Regions from separate parts of the Zea mays genome. Here regions 2 and 3 are each linked to region 1. The links are chromatin contacts, called in public Hi-C maps. All regions are on one chromosome and are shown on one strand. Each heading gives the region's core, a stretch centred on a gene start, on an enhancer-like site or on the middle of the called end of the contact. The rest is flanking DNA. Distances are from core to core; before and after follow the strand shown. Region 1 has its middle 23 kb from the start of LOC100280606. Region 2 has its middle 43 kb from the start of LOC100273425. Region 3 has its middle 120 kb from the start of LOC100273425.

Region 1 (4,354 bases), core at 1,170-3,669:
ATATCCTTGGTTCTTATGCCCATTTACCTCCCCTCCTACATCCTTGTCTGTTATCACCTTTAAACCCTCGTGATATCTATGCCCTTCCCCTCATGCTTACTTTGAACCTACCCTTTAAAGCCTCCTCTTTTCCATCCCTGCTCAGGGATAATGACTCATCTATTTCATCATCGATTGCTCCCCCTTCTTCGACGCCTTGCAAGTTTTGTCTAAAATACATCCTTTATTGCGTGTTTGTCCGTTATGACTTTAACCCTTGTCATCCCTCGATCTTTACCTCGATGCTTATCATGTACCCATATTTTAAAGCTTCATCCCCCATTTCAGTTCAAAAGTGTTGTCTTACCCCTCCTCGCTCTTGTTCGTTACCTGTTCCTCTATCACGTTGCAAGCCTTGTCTTAACTCGATCTTTTGGTGTGCTTTTGCCTGTTACCTCCTTTACCTTTGCAATCGCCATGATGCTTATCTTATGCCCACCTTTTGAATTATCATCTTTCCCATCACGATTTCAGAATGGTGTTTACCTACCCTGCCATTGGTTGCTTTTTCTTTTTTGTAGATTACAATCCTTGCTTTAGCTCCATCCTTTATTATGCTCACGCCCCTATCCTACATGTCTTGTTCTTCTCCTTGTCCTTCAACAACCATAGAGAGTAGTTATTCCCTTTTCAAGAAAGACTACCATCTAGTTAACATTAACATATAGAAACGAGATGTTTGTTGTTGTATGCTTGTACTGTTTATCGTTGTGTTATGACTGATTTGCTTTTTATGATGAGTGTTGATGTGTTGTGGCCCATGGTCCGCAGTAGCATCAGTTTACTAGGTGAGTGTCATAGAGTTAGGTAGTTGGGTGTTCTCCCTTTTTTCTCTTTAATTCATCTATGCATACATTTCCTATCTATACCCTTCCCTCTTGCGCTTGTCCGATTGACAACCTCCAACCTCTCTTAATCCGTCAAGATCAGAGTCGGCAACATCTTCACCAAATGCATATCAACGCTCCTGTTAAGGGGGTTAGTCGCTAACCCCAACGAAGACAATGCAATCAACATCAACCAACAAGATCAAGGTGGCGCAACGGAAGCGTGTGTGGGTCCTAACCCACAGGTCCAAGAGATCCTCAAGAATTGCACCGATTGGTCGTGAACATCTAAAGGTCAAATTAGCCAGTCCGCTAGTTAAGCTGGCAGAGTCAAAGTTGAATCAAAGAACCTGTGAACAACCAACGAACCAACATTGTTTTCTTGCTAGCCTCTTCTTGAATCTTAGGGCGAGATTCTGTTAAGGGGGTTAGATTTGTAACAACCTGAATTTTGGGGTATAAAAAAAATTCTTTGCTCTATACTCAAAATTCAGGTGTTACCGTCTCTTTTCCTTGCTTTTATTTTCCCTTTTTATAAATAATGGAGACTTATTTTTCTATATAGAGGTGTTAAGTTTAGTACAATAAAATTCTAAGGAAGCTTCGATTGATGCATCATGTTGGAGCATATGTTTTTGTTTGATGGAGAAACTTGTTGTGCATCCATTTAATTCATGAACCATGCTTGAGTATGAATTCAAATAGAATAGACAAAGAAAAGAGGAAGAAGAAAAAAAACAAAAATAAAAAATGAAATGTCCCCGCCATCCTAGCCCAACTGCCCACCCCTCCTGGCCAGACCACCTCGACCGCTTGGCCCAGCAGCGCACTGCCCCACAGCCTGTGCTTCCCCCAGCCCACTCCCGTCGCGGTGTCGCCCAGCGCCCACGCGCGCCCTTGCGCGGCCCATGCTGCACACACCCCCGCCAGCGCGCCAGCCATGCCCCGCGGCCCAACGCTTGCTCCCCCCTCCATTTCTTCTATTCGACCAGCGCCCACGATCGTCAAAACTGGAACCGCCCCGCTCGCCCCTCGCTCACGCAACAACCGTGCCTGCATCCCTATGGCTGCCCGGCACGCTCGCCCGTCGCACCTCACCGTGCCGGAGGAGCCCGCGCTGAACGCCGCCACGTCGACTCATCGCCACACCGAGCTCGCCTCACCGCTGCCCAGCCCTGGCTGTGGTTCCCTGGTACCTGCGCTGAAGCCTAGCACTGAGCCCCGGCCAGGCCAGCCTGCGCCCCTCTCCTGCAAGCCGGTCGGCGAACCCCTGCGCTGCCCTGCCGTGCTCAGGCCAGCACCACTTTCCCTCCACCCCCACATGATCCCATCCTCCCTTGCGGTTGCCATTCGTGTCGAGCATAGGAGAGAGAAAGGTAACTGCTCTTGCGAGAGAAATAGAGAAGGAACCTCATGCAGTTGCAACTTGCAGGAAGGAAAGAACTCGTTTCCTTTTCTAATTATGGCCACATGGCAACTTCTGGTTGGACCATGCAAGGTTGTCCTGTGTTGTGGCGTCTTGCACACACAGGATCGGTCTGCTATCGCATGGGATCCTCTACAATTGTGATCCCTATGTCCCTTTATGTGTCACCCATTCGTCCGATCACATTGTGCCATGTCTATATCCGCAAAATGCTAATTATTCAATATATTTTGTGTTATAAATTTGTTGCAACCCGTTCTAGTTGCATCTGCTTCGTAATAATATAGTCTACGTGTTAGTAACAATATTTCGTCGCGACACATGTCTTATTTATTTAATTAATAATCATTTTGTTCGTCGGTTATTAAAATACCTTTGCAGTTGAAAACTAATTTATAGTTTAATTTACGCTTTTATAAACACAAGTTAATGTGGTTAGTGCCAACTCAGATGTTTTTAACTAATATTTGTTTATGTAAATGTGACGTCTATTTAACTTTTTTCGCGTGCCATTCATGCGCTGTTTCGCATGTGGCCGCGTGCTGATTTGCACGTCATTCGTGCTGGTCACACGCACTGTTTCATGCGTCGTCAGCATATGCTATGTTGTGCGTGCCCGCGCGTCGTTCACACGATGTCCTGCTGTTTCGCACGTCATAAATTCAGCTCGTTTAAAATCTCTCGTGTTAATTTAATTACTTATTTAACTGACAACTGCTAGTGTAACAGATTAATCGAAACTAAATGTTAGAGATTATTTATATTGGATGATGTCGAATTAAATGTTCTAACTAATATTTTTTAGCGTAAACATGATAACTTCTCGGCCGTAGCTCCGACTATCGCGTTTCTTTTTCCTGTCGTGACCGTGGAAGCGATCTCTATTTCGTACTACATGTTTTATAATGTTTTCCTTTGCATGGTGTAATGTTCTTATACATATGTATGTTTGTTTGCTTGTGCCCATACGTCTTCGCTCGTGTTGCGAATAGAACGTGATCCGTTTCTGAGCTTCGGTGAATCGACAGTTAAGCTTCGACGACCAAGTGATCAGGCTCTTTGAGTTCTACAAGGTTGAAGACCCTGAGCATCTGTTTGGTGAAGGCAAGTGTCCTCTGACCTATTATGTCGTACATACTTTATAATTCACCGTCCTGCATTACTTTATTGAAACCTAAGGATTGACTAACCTGTATTTACCTTAACCTTGTTTACCTTTTGGGTTATCATGGTTAGCTTTATGCTATTGCTTTACCTTAATCAATGAACATGATGTGAATACTTATGATACGATGATGTTATCTTGATTATGATGATGAAACTGTGATACTTTAGGGGACTCAGACTGTTTTCCTGAGTTCCTGTCTGTAAGGATCTGTTCGTGGAGTGACCACCCATGATAACAGTGCAACCATGAGGGTGGAATGGGACACCCTTAGCTGATTAATTAGAGGAACTTGAGGTGTAGTTGGCTTCGCCGTAGGGCCGTCAATGGGGTCCGGGCACAGTACTTGCTCTGCCGAGGCTGGTTGCCGAAGTTCTTTCAATTTGGTTTTGTTAGTCACCCTTCCTGTGGGGAGAAGTACTGTGTTTATCAAACTGGAGAAACCTAACGGGTGGCTATGACCTCTGGGAAATTTTTGTAAAGGCTACGTAGTGAAACCCTGCCGGATCACCTCAGAAGTGATCAATGGGGTGATGCGGACATCAACACCAACACGAGCACATCTACACCAGCAGCACCTTCTCCAGCCCAGGCGCCATCCCTTCCACCTGGGCCAGTGACTCGGGCCCGTGCAAGAGAATTGAACTACATCATGTTGTTAAAGAACGAAGGCCCGGAAGAATAGACGACCAGCCCAATTGCGGCCCATAATGGTCGACCTAGGGTTGGCCGCTCCTAGGGGCTGCGCCCCCTCTCTATTTATTCAGGAGCTGCGCCTCCTTTATTTCCTGAGTTTTGTTTTACGTTAGCCTTAGCTACTCTCGAACACGCGCAAATCTGCGCTGTCTTCGTGTATTCAGAACTCCACCCTCGAGTAATAGATTAGATTGCTCGCAT
Region 2 (4,354 bases), core at 1,131-3,630, 230 kb after region 1:
ACTTGGAGGTGCTTTCGAGATAGGCTTCCGAAAAAGAAGATGCACCTTATTGGTATGAATACTCTATTAATTATATTAAGCCTTAAGCCAGGATATCCCATCCCATGGGCCAGGATATCACAATCCACCCTCCTTAGAAGACCGACGTCCTTGTCGGTCAACCCCAATCAAAGAACATCCCCTCTTAGCCTTGTCTGTGTGTCTAATGTCATCATATGCCATGCCATGTGACCACTCTGGGCCCACATGCGCCATGTGCCACATACCCAAACCCCTAACCCACTCACGCCCATGAAAACGCGAGGGTCGGCTCTAATACCACTTCTATCACACCCAGATTTTATGGGGCCAAAACCCGGGCGCGAAATAATCACCAAGTGTGCTAGGATCAAGTCTCACACATATGATGACTCATGGTACATAAACGAATGTCACATCTTTAATATATAATGGAGTTCTGTAAAAAATAGTTAAATAATTACATCATACGAAGACAACGATCTAGCAACCAAAGTTGACTGGGAGACGACGGCCTAGACTACTCATGAATTCATCACATCATCCTTTATGTGCTTCATCCTGTGGTACCTGTTCTTGACCTGGGGGGATGTGAGTACAACAAGGGTGAGCTTACATACGTTCATCGCTAACAAGTTGTGGGGAATAATGTGCATGAACTCGCCAAAGGTGGGAGCTCATGTGAAGTGTAAAGCTTACCAAAGGAGATGGTTAAAGCTGAGCATTGCTTTTAGAGTTGGTCAAAATTTTATTAGCAGTTACTAAGTATAAGTAGATACCAACCCAAATAATAAGAGATTACAGTTGATAATAACACCCGCGATGCAATGCATATGACAGATTAAGTTTAGTTCCATAAATTAATCATGCGAGAGTCCTGAGTCGCTCTTGACCGTGAGCACAGCTGATATAGCAGTTTTACACTCTACAGAGGTTGTGCATCTTTACCCACAAGTCGTGTTACCCATTTGCCACGGGGTTGATTGGACCCCATACACCTCTACCAAGGAAGCGAGGCAGGGCAGCACTACGAGGCCTTTCCAATGTTTCACTAGTTCGAGAAAACCCGCTACGGATTCAGGACGAAAGAAGCATAGGAATCCCTTGTCTGAAAAGCTTTATAGACAGTTCGACCCGAGGACCTCCCTATACTCTAGCAGCGACGCCTCCCCGCTTGCCCCTACCTAGGTAAGGTGATCTCTCCCTAACTTTCCTAATTACTTGGCCAAGAGCATCCCATTCCACCCTTGTGGTAGCACTGTTTACTCAAGTTAAGCTCCATGTTCCAATTAACATAATGATCTTGTCATGAATAATAATTAAAACAACAATATAACTGGAACATGATCATAATGTAATATTAATCCCAAAACCAGGTAGAGCAATAGAAAAACTACCCGAAAGTTCAGTGGTAAACAAGGTGTGGGATAAACAATACTAGGGAAACCTTTTAGGTCCCATCAAATTAACCTAAGCATGTCACCGTGATTAATAGGAACATTATTAGGTAAAAAGGAGTGATCAAGGGCACAACTTGTCTGAGACTCGAGATTCACAGGTATCAACTTGGTCTTCAGATGCTCGTGACCTCACTGCTAATCGTAGCCATACAAACAAACATGGTATAAGCAAAATTAACATCATACCAAACATAAGAACAAACTGCATAATGTTGATGTACGTATCGTGACTAGATCCTAGGTTCGAGAACCACTAAATTCGGAGTTACGGTTAAAGAGTTATAATTTTCTGAAGGTTTATGTGTTGGATATAAAAGAACTAAGTGCATAATTTTTAATCTAGGTTTCATAACAAACTAAGGTTACCGTTTGATAAACAATATTATTATAAATTTAACGCAACTGGAATGGACTAATTTGGAGTTAAAATGATCAAGTTATAAATTTCTAAAATTTATTGAATTATTCTTGTATTAGAAATTTTCAAATTTTATTCTACACAACTGAAGTTCGGATTCTGTATTTTATATAGCCGAAGGGCATTTTTGCAAAATATGGGGACCTACTTTAAATGATTCACAGTGGTACATGGACGGTGTGTTAATTTCATAAAAGCACATTGTCTGTTTTATAAAAGCAAATGACCGAAGGGGTATGGATGCGCGTCAGCCGTTGGATTAACTCTGGACAGCCGAAGAGGTATCACCTAATATGAGTCGTCCAATTAGGGATCGAAGGGCCAGATTAGATATATCATTATGTGAACTGGTATGCTATGTGGGTCGTTGGATCCGAATCTGATGTCCCCGATATAATGGACGAACAGGTATATGGAGGTCGAATCTCCTCCGTCCAGACAGAACCGGACAGTGTAGATTTAGATGGATGAACAAGCAATACATGATCTAATCTGATCCACACTCTCCGGATCAGACGGCCGTAGGACCTTCTTCCTCTTCTCTACCAACCACGGCAGCGCTCTGTTCGAACGGGAAGCAGGAGTTGTCTACGAGGACGCGCTTGAACCAGTCCTGCGTCTTCTCCTCCACTGACCAGGATTCTTCCACGCGTTATTCCTACCAGCTCAAACAAGCACCCTGGGCATGCTCCCATGCCTCGAACTCCAACCGGTTCGAGGAATCGTGGCGGCAGCAGGTTTCTCTCACCCCAGCTCCGGCGAGAGGTACTCAACGGCTCTGGTGGAGGACCAAGGGGGTGCGGCGGCTTGGTCTTATAGCCTAGGTGCAGAGTCCGCACATGCATTAATGTAGCGAGGATCGACCTATTGTTACGGCTAAGATCCGTGGAGTCTTCCGTCCATCTATTAGCGCACGAAGCGGAGAAGAGATATGGAGGGGGAGATGGTGCTGACCTTTGGGTCCCACATGGCGGTGAGATGAAACCACAGCCCACACGCAGCGGCAAAAACACTGTGGAACTACCAGGTAGTGGGGCCCGACCGTCAATGTAAGAGATGGGAAGGGGGTGATGGGCCACCGTTGCAAGAAGGGAGGTGGGCCGAGGTGAGGGAATTCGGCCCACATGGGTTCTTTTCCTTTCCCTTTTCTTTTTTTGTTTCTATTTTGTTTTCTATTTCTAAATTCAAATTCAAATTAGGTTTTGAATTTCAAGCTCCAATTTAGATGCAACAAACAAAATAATCCTAGCAAGATGCAATAATAGTTTATTATTTATTTTATTGTTTTGAATAATATTGATGCTTAATTCATGAGAGAGGGAGAGAGAAAACATAATTCACTCGCATCAACAATTGAGAATCTTTATGTTTATTAAAAGATTTTCACTTTTAACTTCTAGTTTTGCGACTCAAATCTAACTTTGACAATTCAAAATATAAAATTTCCATTTACTTTTTTCCAAGAAATAATTTCTAAGCTAATAAAATCCTTATTAATGACATTTATTTAGACCCTAGAAAAACCTTTTTTTAAATCCAAAATAAGATTTTGGTTGTTACAAATTCTACCCCCGTTAAAAATAATCTCGTCCTTGAGATTAGTAAGAAAATGGATGTGTATCAAACTTGTCTCAAAACATATGCACAAACAAGAATCTCGGCATGATGCATAACTTGTTATTCAAAACAAAGGTTCAAATAGACCTTATTGTTATTCCTAAAATAATAAACTACTAGCTACTACCTAAAGTATTTTTAGGTCGTACAAATACTACTTCATATATATATATACACACTCTAATCTTGCTGCTCATTGCCCTCTTCATTGGCTTCTTCACCATACCGACACCTCTTCCGAGTTTTCGTGTTCTTCGGGTTCAACTTCTGCTTTCACATGGTTCACCTATCCCCAATTGATGGATAAGGGTTGAATCTTGCGTCGTGAGGCCTGACCTTGCTTCATTGGAGCTGGTGTGGTATAAGCAGCCCTGTTGGGACATGTTGGGGGCCTTCCTCTTCCAAAGGTCCTCAAAAACATAATTAACCATTTGTTTTCACCATAAGCTATTATAGGAAGCTTCGTATTTAGGATGCAAGCCTCTTCCTCATGATGAAGGTATACAAGATGAATACAGATCTAAAGATGATAAGAGTAAACGCCGAAGCTATCGCCTCATTGACAGCTTCGGCTTATAACGGAGATGAAGCATGATGATGATGCTGACTGAAGGGAAAAAGACTACTTAGTCCTTAATGTCTTGTATTACAAACATAAGTGAATATTGAGGACATGAATGTACTTTTACCCGGGCTGCGTCCTGTGCCTATGAATAGGTGAACAATAGCACCGTACTGTTCACGCTGAATTGTAATTACTCTCTTGTGTCTTCACCTTTGAGCAAGCCGAAGGTATCAATGTAATATGAATTCTATTGATATTCATACATGTTTTATAAGA
Region 3 (4,354 bases), core at 1,125-3,624, 150 kb after region 1:
GGAGGCGGCAGCGTGGGCTTGCTCGTCTGGGAGGGCCCTGTATGGCTATCATATGTAGTATTTAGTTTATTGTCTACTTCTATTGTTGACAGTACCTGTGAATTCTGTTGTTGATAGTACTAGTGAATTCTGTTGTTGAAGTACATGTGATGTTGCTTGGTCCTTTGAAGCCTGTGATTTGGTTTCCTAATATTCGGCATTGAATTGGTAAGGAAGTCTTGTGATGTTATGAGCAAAGTGTAGGTGTTTTTTTCTGCTTAAGCTGAGGGCTTGTCTTTCTTACATAAAAGCAATGCATTTTGTATCATGTAGTGTTTCGTTATACTTGTTGATGTGCATATGGAAGTCTAGGCGAAGCAAATGAGAAGTTCTTGATTTTGTTTGGGTTCTGGACTCCGATCTTCCTTTCCCTTCTCCATTCATCCAATATGTTTTAGATGCAATTCAACCACTACCATTCAGCAATTCTAGATATGCAAGGCATGCGATGTTTTTGTTGTCACTGGTATAATTCTTTATTTGTTTTATAATACAGTTTATGATTCAATTCTACATGTAACAACTAAATGGGAGGCCTTCTTCTTGCAGATGTGCCTGATATAAACTTTGCAATCTGTTTCTCCGTATATATATTTATACTAATTTTTAACTCCTGTGGCAACGCACATGCACACACCTAGTATTGGTTAAGTTAGAATTTAAATTTAAAAAACTCGCGCAATGACGTGTTAAGGTGCACGCCTGGGACCTGCTCACTGGTTGTACTATTTTCAGCTTCGTTATGCTGCATACGCTTGCGATTGCAGTCTGTGTTAATTCTTGAGACAATCCTTCTTGTGTCCACAATTACAGATGCTCGGAGGCCTTTTTCCAGATAAAGGTTCTTGTCAAAAAAATATTGTAGGCTCGACCATTTGGAGGACATGTCTGAGGTATGATCCATTTTATCTAAAAATCGTGCCTGCAGCGTGCGTGCACTTTCTCCAGGCAATTACTGAAAATGGATGCGTTGACTCCTTAGGATCAGATAGGCTTGCAACACAACTGTTATCACCATGGAACCTGACCAGCCTTTTGGATTCCTCACGTTTATCTGATGATGAGTTCAGGCAGGGAGCGCCGCTGCACGCCTGCGTGCCTGTGCCGGAGGCTGGTGTGCCGCTGCCCGCTGCCGCCGGAGCTACGTGCGCACGCGCACCGCGCACGGCCAGCCGCACAAGGCACACTCATGCACAAGAAAGCTGCAACCTGCAAGGCGCAAGCACTGATGAATGCTGAAGGGCTGAACCTAAAGCCCTGAAGTGCACGCGCACCTGCGCAGGAGAAGCCGAGCAGGCCGGCAGGGTGCACCGTGCACGGCGCACGGCACGGGAGCCGCTTCGACCTCGCCCTCGCTGGAAACTGGAGAGTGGAGAGAGCTAGAGCGAGCGACCGGCCCTCCGCCCCTAGTGCGCGGTGTGGCTTGCCTTGTTGAAGAAGGGCTAGCCGCCGGAGATAGCGATGTAGAACAGAAGGTGGAAGTACGTGCAGTGGTGGGCCTGCATGCGAGCAAGGGTATTTAACTATTATTTTTGGTAAAATAATTATATATATATTATGTATATAAACTAAAATATTATAAAAAATATAAAATCATACTATTTTACAGTTATTTTGTCTAAACTTTGGTTTTTACTGTCTCTTTTTATTTCTCTAACGTGCAACCGATCATACAGTACAATAGTGTGATGTTAGATTATAAAAAAAGTTTCTATTCTACCAAAATTTCGAATACCATACTGAGTAGGTGACGTCGACGGCGTCGTCGGCCGGTCTGCTGCTCGCGCTGCGCTAGCCGCTAGCGTTGGTCGTCCTCACCGACACATCTCTAGCACATGCAGATGTAGATATTTTACATGGTCGTATCGCTCGTAGGCTCCGCAACGGGAAGAAAGGGGCAACGCTGGAACAGACTTGAACGGGCGGCGTCTAGATATTTTGCGTCCTTTCAGTCGACAGAAGGTATGGGCAAATGGCTTCCGTTGGATAGCGATCATGCGGATGGCTTAAAAAAAGCGACGTGGAATGTAACGTGCAAGCAACACTAGTCCAGCAGCCAAACAAGATTACCGCACGTTGTTCTTGATTTTAATTACCGGTTCACGATCGTTATCAATGTGTTACCGGCCGATTGTACCGTTAACTGTCATCCCGTTATTTCCCTTTCCGTTTTCCGGACCGGTGATTCCGATACCGTTCCTGGTTTCGGATTAAAATATGGATTCTAAAGTTCGATCGGCCGTTCCCGGCGACCCTCCTCAACACTGTCAACAGTACGTACACTTGTTGTGGCTAGTCAGTTCGATTTGCTTTTGTGACAGGCCTGTTCGGCGAGCTGTTGGACAGCCAGTGGTTGGGTACTGTAAGCGGCTGGTTTGTGTATTATTACCTCCTCAACACTGTCAGCATCAGCTGCAGAACAGCCAGCCGAACCACAGGATTTGAAACATTTAATCTTGTTTGCTTGCATCAGATTAAATGCTATAGAACGTGCAGGTTCTTTAATTAGTTTCGGCTGGTTTGTATGCATCACATTAAATGCTGCAAAGTCCTGCTCGTTAATTTCCTGAATTAATAATTAAAAGCTGCAAGTCCTGCTTGGTTCGTACATCTTCAAATCTGCCATTTTCAAAACTGCGTCACGTATGTTGATGTCTGTTTGTTTCTAAGTGGCTGTTTGGTGCGTGGCTTAAGCCGCCGTGGTTTAGGCGCGGCGTAGCGCCGGACGCCACGCACCAAACTAGCCCTAAATTATTAGTAGTGTATCACCTTGTTTTTTTCATCTCAGTTATGTCCATTAATTGCAGAGGTAGCATACATGTACAGGCAACTGCTGATGTGTTAGTTATATAAATGATGAAAACAATTCCATGTAATACTTTTGTACTGTTACCTATAACGAGCATTGTGAAAGTGGTCTATAAGAAAAATATTTCAGTTGCGCTTTACTAAAGTATGATTGAGAAGGTTGTTTGGGATAATGCAACTTTGAAGCACCTGATTGACATTTGTAGGGAGGAGATTTTAGCATTTGTGGGGAGGAGATTTTAGTTGGTAATAGACCTTAAGGTTGTTTCACTAGAAATGGTTGGAAGAACCTGGAGGAAAAGTTTTTTGTAAGGTCTAGAATGAAGCTAGTGAAGACACAATTGAAGAATAAATTATATAATATGAAAAAAAGATTATACCAAGTTCGTGGAATTGAAGATTGTTGTCACTGGATTAGGATGGGATGCAACAAATAAAATTGTTGCTTGTGATAATGCATGGTGAGCTGAACATCCTGAGGTGAGACAAGTTGTGATTGTTTCAATACATTTCAAATTGCCATCGGTATATGTTTGTCGTTAACTTGCCCATTTTCCCTAGAGATGCAACAACAGTGAGAGGTGTAAAGTGCAACCATGTGAGGTTTCGAAAACATGAACCCAAACACCTTGATGATTTGCACTTTTTGTTTGATAAGGTGCATGTCACTGGAGCTACGCATCCTGCCCTCGAGAAATTTCCTTAGGTGAATCATCAAGTGATGATGATGTGTTAGAGATGTCAAATTTTTTTGAAGATATTGTTGCTTTGAAGAAACCTAAACCAGTAGGAAAGAAGCGCAAGCAAATGTCCGGAGCAACCGAAGAGGAGAAGAGCCCTTCTTTAGGATGTACAAGAACACATGCTTGAACATTGAAAGTGCAGCTAACAAGATCACATCGAGTGTTGAAGCATCATCAGATCTTGCTCTATCCAATCATGTCCCTACTATGGCAGATGCTATGAAGTTGGTTAAGGAGTGTGGTGTGCAAGAAAAAACTTCTTTGATGCACACTGTTGGTCACTCGTTCTCAATTGCTGTGTGAATCAAGAGCAAGTCAACACATTTGTAATATGTTAAAGACCTCCGTCCTCCAAAGCATTATTCCATCTTGGGTACAATGAATCTTAGACGAAGGTCCTAAATAACAAGTCTACATTATTTGCAAATATAAAAATATACTGATAAGATGTAACTTCATGCCATGTATCCATTTTATAATGAATATATGTGTACTTTTAAAGATTGTATTACATTGATACCTTCGACTTGTTTGAAGGCAATGACGCGAGAGCAATTACAATCCAGCGTGAATAGTACGGGGGTATTGGAATAAAAGAGATAAGTTAGAGTTCCTAAAAAATAGGATATGATTGTAACAGATAAGTACCAGATTAGATCTGTCATGTAACAGATTTGGTTTCGAGTTTGTTAAAGTTCCTAATAGATAGGATAGGATTGTAATAGATAAGGACCATATAAGATCTATCATGTAACAGATTTGGT

The links. A called contact is a pair of places that touch in the nucleus more often than the background predicts.
Region 2: a contact with region 1 is called in a Hi-C map of tassel, with 3 times the contacts expected there. The contact joins two enhancer-like sites. A contact is called at or near these places in 5 of 25 Hi-C or Micro-C datasets (bundle sheath, ear, endosperm and 2 more).
Region 3: a contact with region 1 is called in a Hi-C map of bundle sheath, with 4 times the contacts expected there. The contact joins two enhancer-like sites. A contact is called at or near these places in 4 of 25 Hi-C or Micro-C datasets (bundle sheath, ear, endosperm and 1 more).

The regions. Positions count from the first base shown.
Region 1 is chr2:90,436,527-90,440,880 of Zm-B73-REFERENCE-NAM-5.0, forward strand. No RefSeq gene overlaps it. Among protein-coding and RNA genes, the nearest start is that of LOC100280606, 23 kb to the left of the region's middle. Within about 2 kb of position 2,420, at least 19 of the 20 cell types and tissues checked have an H3K27ac peak or open chromatin away from gene starts, as enhancers often do. A contact at or near this core is called in bundle sheath, ear, endosperm and 2 more, where this site is marked.
Region 2 is chr2:90,670,086-90,674,439 of Zm-B73-REFERENCE-NAM-5.0, forward strand. No RefSeq gene overlaps it. Among protein-coding and RNA genes, the nearest start is that of LOC100273425, 43 kb to the right of the region's middle. Within about 2 kb of position 2,381, at least 19 of the 20 cell types and tissues checked have an H3K27ac peak or open chromatin away from gene starts, as enhancers often do. A contact at or near this core is called in bundle sheath, ear, endosperm and 2 more, where this site is marked.
Region 3 is chr2:90,589,612-90,593,965 of Zm-B73-REFERENCE-NAM-5.0, forward strand. No RefSeq gene overlaps it. Among protein-coding and RNA genes, the nearest start is that of LOC100273425, 120 kb to the right of the region's middle. Within about 2 kb of position 2,375, at least 12 of the 20 cell types and tissues checked have an H3K27ac peak or open chromatin away from gene starts, as enhancers often do. A contact at or near this core is called in bundle sheath, where this site is marked.